Regions from separate parts of the Zea mays genome. Here region 2 is linked to region 1. The links are chromatin contacts, called in public Hi-C maps. All regions are on one chromosome and are shown on one strand. Each heading gives the region's core, a stretch centred on a gene start, on an enhancer-like site or on the middle of the called end of the contact. The rest is flanking DNA. Distances are from core to core; before and after follow the strand shown.

Region 1 (4,258 bases), core at 833-3,332:
TCGTAAAGGGGCGGGCCCATACGTGTAGAGCAACTTGACGAGTGAAATCGACAGACCCGTGGGGGGGCCCTGCCGATGATCATTCATGCGTGCACTCCACTGTCCAGCTTGGGTTGGATCCATGCTGGAATGACGGCGTCTGATCGGGTTTTTCTCTTGTGAAAAGGAGGAACAACTTGCACTGTCTTGGCCAAGTACCTCCAAAGGACGATCGACTGTACGAATTCCCAGTCTTAAACAACTACGAATTTGAAGCACCGTCTCGTATCATCCGCTGGAGAAACCTTGGAACCGCCCCGGTCGATCAGAAAGGACGTTCATGCAAGTTCGCAGTACCCATATTTTAAACCCGGTCGATCACGTATCGTCTTTCCTGGGTCGTAGATACTGAATCCGTGCGTATTGGGTCGCCGCAGCCACCGGATGATCCGGAGCCAGGACGGTTGCAGCGCAGCCATCTGCTGTGATCACACACATGCATGGTTTCCAACTCACCTGTTCCCAACAGTGACCCCTGCTGTTTAGCGGAGACATTCGAAACCTCCCCCAGCGAGCGAATAGCGATCTGAGCATCTACTTTTTATTTTTTTCTCTCTCTATATTTGACTCTATATTTACATTTTTATAAAGATCACATTTTATATATAGCATGTCACTCCAACAGATTATTCATCTAATTTTGTTAGTCAGGTGGCTAGCCACATTTAGTTACTCACAGAGTCAAAGAGAGTTAAATAACTTGACGAGTTAGATAGTTAGTCTGTTGAAGAGCAGTCAAAATTTAGCTTGACGAACCACTTAACTAATCTCTTTTGTGCCGACCAATCCGCTGTTGCAACGGTCAGATTCAGCATCCTTAGCTAGCTGTCCCCCCCTGACCCTACGAAGCTTGGAAGGCCGGTCGATCTGCACGCACTCCGCTTCAAGCGGCGGTGAATTTAAGTTCACACATTGGCCTTTGGCGGCTATATCTGAGAAACTGACAGTGCTTGATTGCTGGTTGATAAGGATTACGCACATAACGGCACGATCATGTACGTACCTCTCCACGATACCATCCAGCAGTTCAGCTGCTCATAGATCGATGCTGTTTACTGTGTAGACCAGCTGTTCGACAAGCTAATAACCCTCCGTGCTCTTGCACAGTCTTTGTTCACATCGGATCTTCCTCATGTTCTACAGCCACCGTTATTATGCCGTGGTAGCTAACAATTAATATCTGGATCCTGTTCCGTCTCAAGTCTGAACTCCTGATACCGTTTCCTCCTTCCAATCAATTGCAGAGACCTCAATCATAGAGCTACTTCAATCAGTTTGTTGTCTTTCAGTTAACATAACAGCATTATTAATTGACCATTGGGAAATTTGCTGGTGACAAGTTCCTGGACGAAAAAAAAATCCCAGCGTTCCTTAGACCAAGTGATCACGGGAGACGGTGACCTCTTGTTTTCTGCTTGCGTGCGATGGTATGGTACACGCCGCGTCAGCTCCCTTCCTTCTCAAATCGCTGGTCGCCGTCGCACTCGTTCGACGTCTGCGTCGCGGGACAGTTATTTCGAAGGAGACCGCCAAGCCAATTAATGCCGTTTATATACGGCGTGTTTCGCCGCAGTAATTATCTGTTTGCGTAATCTGATAGTACCCTTTACTGAGATTTTGATGGTGCAGTAGTAACCAACTCACCATGGCTGTCGGTTTCTGTCAGTTTCTGGCCATCAAAACTACTCTGGATTACCAAACGTTCAGTTTTTCAGTCCATTTTTATAAGACTCGTTTTAGTTAAATCCGTTCAAAACATGAACATAAAATCGATCGAATCATTGTGATAATAGGAATCAGTCACTTTATATATTCTAAACCTTATGGATCACTTTATATTCTTCCCTACGTAATCCTTATGATAATTAGATTCTCATACATATAGATTCTTTATACAGATAGAAAAAGATCATCAGAAAAAAAACACGCGAAACAACAGGACTATGTATGACGAAAGCAGCTCGGCCGGGGCTGTAGGTTACGATCGCATTCGCATCCTAAAGTGTCAGTTCTATTTTTTTTCCCTTACCAACGCCGTATGAATGGGCTTTTGTGCAACTTAACGGGCTAGTATTCCAGCTGCTATACAGAGACAGATGGGCCTAGACTAAACAAAGTGGGCCTAAAGATATTATTCTAGACCCACGAAGGCGAATCGTTGGCTCTCTTTCTCGTTTGCTACAAATCGGTGTACAAGGTGGTTGGCATAAAAGCGGTTCCAGTTGTTTATAATTATCAAGCTTGCAGATTTCACTGGTTGCTTCTAATGATTTTTGACAGCGATACAAATAATAATGACTCCTTTCTTTTGAATACTCGACCCGTCGTAGCTTATCGACAGCTATGTTTTTTCTTTGCAATAATGAAAAATGACAACATTTTACACTTACCTACTCACACCTTTACAGTGAAGACGACAAGACCTCTCCATCCGTAATTTAACAGTAGTGTAGACAACCTGGCTAGTTGTAGCTCTCTATTTCAGTCCCCCAGAGGCAAATTAATATCAATCACCTGCTAGAGTTGACGACCAAACCAACTCTTATGTTCTTCTAGAGGTACTTAGGCATAGTACACGTTATTAAAATGTCTCCAGCAGCATATCTATCTTATCTCATATCTCATTTTCTATTTTAAATTTGACTCCACGAACAATAGAGGCAAAACACTGTTTTGGAGTACCATATGCATGCACGATCTGCTCGATACAGCCTTAACGTACTTATTAGTCAAAACCATCGTAAATTTGACTAAATTCACATAAAAGCATCGATATTTGATGCCATACGTACAAATGTTATTTTGTATGAATTTATCTAGATTTTTTGACTTAATACTTAATTAGAATTACATCCTTTTGATTTCCCTTTTTAGGACGTAGGCAGCACGTCGCTCGGTGTCGCATCAAATTAGGCATTAGTTTGGACCATATATCATATCAATATAAACCATATATTGATGCACTGAAGGGAAGATACAAGAACAGGACCACAGAATGCCGAAACGGATAACTAAAATACGTACTAAATTACAAACGGATTCCAGAGAGAGATAGAGGAATACACTAGCGCCACTACCGGAATTCGGCTCTTTGCCGAGTGCCGGCGTCTTTGCCGAGTGCTTTTTATCGGGCACTCGGCAAAGCCCACTTTGTCGAGCGCCGCACTCGGCAAAGTCCTGCGTTCGGTAAATAGCTTATTTACCGAGTGCAGGATACTCGGCACAGCCAAGCACTCGGCAAAGACTGCTTTGCCGAGCGTCAAGCACTCGGCAAATATAGCTCTCGGCAAAGGGCCGTTAGCGGCCGTGTACATCTGACGGCCGTCAGTCTTTGCCGAGAGTCAAATATCTGGCACTCGGCACAGAGGGTCTTTGCCGAGTGTCCTATGTAGACACTCGGCAAAGCATATTTTTATTTTTTTATTTGGGTCACCAAACTTTTTGTGGTATGTTCCTACACTATGTAGACCTACATGTACCATTTTGGGACAATTATAACAGTGTTTTCTATAGCTAGTACATTTAGTTTGTTTATTTGAATTTCTTCGAAAAATTCAGATTTGAACTGCAGGTCACTCGAAACTTAGAAAACCGTGCATGCAAAAATGATATACATGACTACTAAAAAATCACCTTCTTGCAATGGGCAAAAATCGTTGCGATAGACCATAAATCGTTGCGAAAGGCACCAATTGCGATAGAACAACTGTCGTTGCCTGCTGTTGCAGAAAACAGAGTGGCAATAGGCTATAGCAACAATTTTACGTTCTGTTGCAATTACTACATCTTTTGCAACGTATTCAAGTGTTGCAATAGTTCGTTGTTACAATGTACTATTCTGTTGCAATAAGTTATATTGCAACATTTACGATAGTTGCCAAAAACTCTATTGCCACAACATATTTCATGGTAATAAGTGTTAATGCCACGTTTAAATCTGTTGCAAATGGCTTTGTTACCACAAGATGCTTCGTGGCAACAAAACACTAGTGTCACACAAGTGACTCATGGCAACAAGATGTATTGCAATGCAAATAATTTCGTTGCATTTGATCATTTTGCAACATAATGTGTCTCGTGGCTACATGATCTTTTTGCTATAAAAATTATCTATGGTAAGAACCGTTATAACAACAACAAAAAAATATCATAACTAATGATGTTGCAACAAGAAGAAAAGGTTGCGACTACTGAAGTCCCAACGAAATAGATCTATGGT
Region 2 (3,971 bases), core at 906-3,405, 360 kb before region 1:
GCGTTATGTTGATGCATTGGGAAGGCCATGTGAGCACTTCATTGGAGTTGTTCATGTAGATGATACTAGCTCTTTATCACTTAAGAATGCAATTGAAGCTTTACTTGTTAGTCATGGCTTGACTTTAACACGAATTCGTGGACAAGGTTATGATGGGGCTAGCAACATGAGAGGTGATATTAAAGGATTGAAAACATTGATCATGCAAGAGTCACCTTCTGCTTATTATATCCATTGTTTTGCACATCAACTCCAACTAGTTCTTGTTGTTGTTGCCAAGGGAAATAATGATTGTGTGTGGTTTTTTGATCAAGTAACTCTCTTATTGAATATTGTTGGAGTTTCTTGTAAGCGTCACGGTATGCTTCGAGATGCTAGACTTGAGAATCTTATGAAATCACTTGAATGTGGTGAACTTGAAACTGGGAGAGGATTGAATCAAGAGATGGGGTTACCTAGGCCTGGTGAGACTCGATGGGGCTCTTATTACAAAACTATATGCAACATAATTACTATGTATCCTGTAATTCGAGATGTTCTCATGATTCTTGGAGAGGATACTACAGTTAGAAGTGATTGGACAAGAATACATTCTATGCTTGGAGCATTTGAGTCATTTGACTTTGTTTTTGATGCACACTTAATGTTTGTTATTCTTGGATATACAAATGATCTATCAGTGTGTTTGCAAAGAAGGGAGCAAGATATTATTAATGCAATTTCACTTGTTAATGTGGCAAAGAGAAGAATGCAACAGTTAAGGCTTGATGGTTGGGATCAATTCCTTCAAAGAATCACTTCATTTTGCAACAAACATAATATCGAAGTTCCTGCTATGGATGGAAATTATAAGCCCTATGGAAGATCATCACGATTTGTTCATAACCAAACCAATGATGACCACTTCAGAAGAGAAGTATATATTGGGGTCATTGATCAAATTAGCCTAGAGATTGATAGTCGGTTTAGTGAGGCTAATATGGAGCTGCTTTCTTGTATGTCAGCTTTGGATCCTTCGAACTCCTTTGCTTCTTTTGATGCACACAAGGTACGAAAGCTAGCTGATTTGTATCCTAATGACATGTCAAACACTGACTTGTTAAAACTTGACTTGCAACTTGACAATTATATTGATGGCATAAGAGAAGATGATAGATTCAAAGACATAACTAATCTTGTGGACCTCTCAGTTAAGCTTGTTGAAACAAAGAGACATAAGGTGTTTGATATGGTTTATTTGCTTCTCAAATTGATATTGCTTTTGCCGGCGGCGATAGCAAGTGTTGAAAGGGCATTTTCTGCAATGAGTTTAGTGAAGACTAAATTGAGAAATAAGATGTGTGATAGTCTTTTAGATGATTGTCTTGTTACATACATCGAGAGGGATATTTTCTTCGAAGTGAATGAAGAAGATATAATTGAGACTTTTATGGCGTTGAGGAAGCGTAGGCCAGATAAGTAGTATTATTGCAATCTTTATGTTTAATGTATGCAACTTTCATGCTTAATTGTTGAATACCAAACTTTATATCTATATATTGAATTATTTACCAAATTTATACTCACTCCGTTTCGTTTTAGTTGTCGCTGGATAGTGCAAAATTGAACTATCCAGCGACAACTAAAAAGAAACGGGGGAGTATAAATTATATGTACATTAGATAGAATTCTACATGAAAATTTTGTTACGACACACCCTATACAAAAATTCTAGGTCCGCCACTGCGGCATGGTCCAGGAGGTTGGGATGGCAACCACTGATCACGAGTATGCCGGGATTGGCTGGTTATTTTATTTCCTTGTAATACAGCATGTGATTCCTTTTTATAGTGAATACAATCAACAGAAAATGCTGCAGCTTACAGCACCAAGACACAAGTGAGTCTGGAATTCTAACAACACCAATCCACTACTCGGCTGACGTCATCAAAGCATTGAAGTGACTCTCCGGTCTCCACTCTCCAGCACCTGCACGGCTGCACCCGGCCGCACAAGCCGACGGAGCCGCCGCACCAGCTCACACGCCCACGCGTCCGCGATCCAGGGCGCGTGCCATGCATGGCGGCATGCGCGCGGCGCCTACTTCTCTGAGTTCTCTCCACCCCGAGTCCCGACCCTGCGCTGCTCTGACGCTACATTCCTACCCTCGCGTCGCTGGACTCTAATAGCGCGACACGCGAGAGGCAATGGCTGTGCGGTGGTGCCTCCTGCTGCTCGTGTTAGTGTTGGCTGCGGCCGCGGCTTGCGCGGAGAAGGGGGAGTGGGACCCGGTGATTCGGATGCCTGGGGAGAAGGAGCCTGCAGGGTCGCACTCGCACAGCGGCGAGGGATTCGATGGGGAGGTGGATGACGCCGTCGGGACGAGGTGGGCAGTGCTCGTTGCCGGGTCCTCAGGCTACGGCAACTACAGGCACCAGGTGAGCGCGATACCTTACGGGCGTGTTACACGCGCTCATGGATGCGTCCGATGTTCGATTTTTAGCGAGAGGAGCGTGGTGTAATACTGTTGTTGCGATACTGCTTCGTCAGGTTCTTGTGGTTCAAAAAGCGCTTCTGAAATTATTGTCGTCGAACCGTGAAGTTGCACTTTTGGATATCAGTTCTTTTTTCTTGGTGGTGGGGGGTTCGTAAGCTATAGGATGCTCGGGTTCTAAGTTCTAACATGACATCCTGAGTTAAGTTAGTTGTGGGTCCAACTAAAGACCTAAAGTTCAGGAAAGAACAGTTCGGCTCCAGGGGTTTCCACTTTCCGCGGGTTTAAGGATCAAGGGAGAGTGCAGCTAGAATAGAAGTGACAAATGAAAGTTTGGGACGTTGTTGTAGTCTTTTCATGGATGGAAATTGTTTAAGCAACAATATAATTCAGGAACGTGAAGGGATTTGGAACTTTGCAAGTTTTGGTTTTTTTTTTTGCAGTGGATGGATTGGTACCAAATTTTGCTACTGTCTAAAGAGATGCATAAGTTGGCAAGAACATTAGATGACAGTTGAAAGAACAGATAAAATATTTGATGGCAAGTGCTTGTACTTTGAGTCAGTAAACTGGAATATGCACCAGTAGCTAAAAACTCTTCTGAATATCATCTTTCTTGGGCAATGATCTCCATGTTCTTTTTTTGCCTTGTTTTGTCTCCTTTTAAGGGCTAGTTTGGGAACACTAATTTCTCATAGGATTTTCATTTTTCCAAGGGAAAACGAACTAATTTCCCTTGGGAAAATGAAAATCCCATGTGAAATTAGTGTTCCCAAACTAGCCCTAAGTAGGGAACAGTCATCGTAGATCAGCAAGCAATTATTTTCCATGGTGCTTTGCTCACAGGGTTCATGTGACTTTTTGTTGCAGGCTGATATATGTCATGCGTACCAGATACTGCAAAAAGGAGGCATAAAAGAGGAGAACATCGTGGTGTTTATGTATGATGACATTGCCAATAGTGCACTCAACCCAAGGCAGGGGGTTATCATCAACCACCCAGAGGGCGAAGATGTTTATGCTGGTGTTCCAAAGGTACTTACTTTGTGAATTGTCCTTCTACCATTTTCTAGATACAATATTGGGATCATTATGCACTCAAACTTCCCTTTCAACTAGTTTCCACCTGTAGAGGCGTCAACTAGGATTCTACATAACCCACTGTATTGGTACAGCAAGAACACCTTACGACTTGTACATCACAAGTTGCTTTTGACTGTGTTGCAGGCCACCAATACAACACATCATAAGTTAAAGTAATTCAAATCCAATGCAATTGTTTGCAGATGCAGCATGCATATTCTTATATAGAAAAATTCTCAACATTGACACCCACCCATGATGAGGCCAGATTTTTGGATAATTTCATTGTCCATACTTCAGAGTTTTCACACTAATGTGAATTACTTAAGCAGCATTTGATTCCAACCAAGCTCTAGGTAACTTTTGTTAAAAAAACTCGGTTGGGGAGGGAAAGACCGTCCCCCCGGTACAATGT

Evidence for each region. A called contact is a pair of places that touch in the nucleus more often than the background predicts.
Region 2: a contact with region 1 is called in a Hi-C map of tassel, with 3 times the contacts expected there. The contact joins the promoter of LOC542077 here to the enhancer-like site in region 1. A contact is called at or near these places in 2 of 25 Hi-C or Micro-C datasets (ear and tassel).

What each region holds. Positions count from the first base shown.
Region 1 is chr5:193,536,530-193,540,787 of Zm-B73-REFERENCE-NAM-5.0, reverse strand. No RefSeq gene overlaps it. Among protein-coding and RNA genes, the nearest start is that of LOC118472086, 16 kb to the right of the region's middle. Within about 2 kb of position 2,082, at least 17 of the 20 cell types and tissues checked have an H3K27ac peak or open chromatin away from gene starts, as enhancers often do. A contact at or near this core is called in ear and tassel, where this site is marked.
Region 2 is chr5:193,900,091-193,904,061 of Zm-B73-REFERENCE-NAM-5.0, reverse strand. It overlaps LOC542077 (vacuolar processing enzyme 1), which reads left to right and starts at 2,155. Exons shown (of 9, transcript NM_001111713.1): 1 at 2,155-2,417; 2 at 3,344-3,508. The coding sequence starts at 2,187.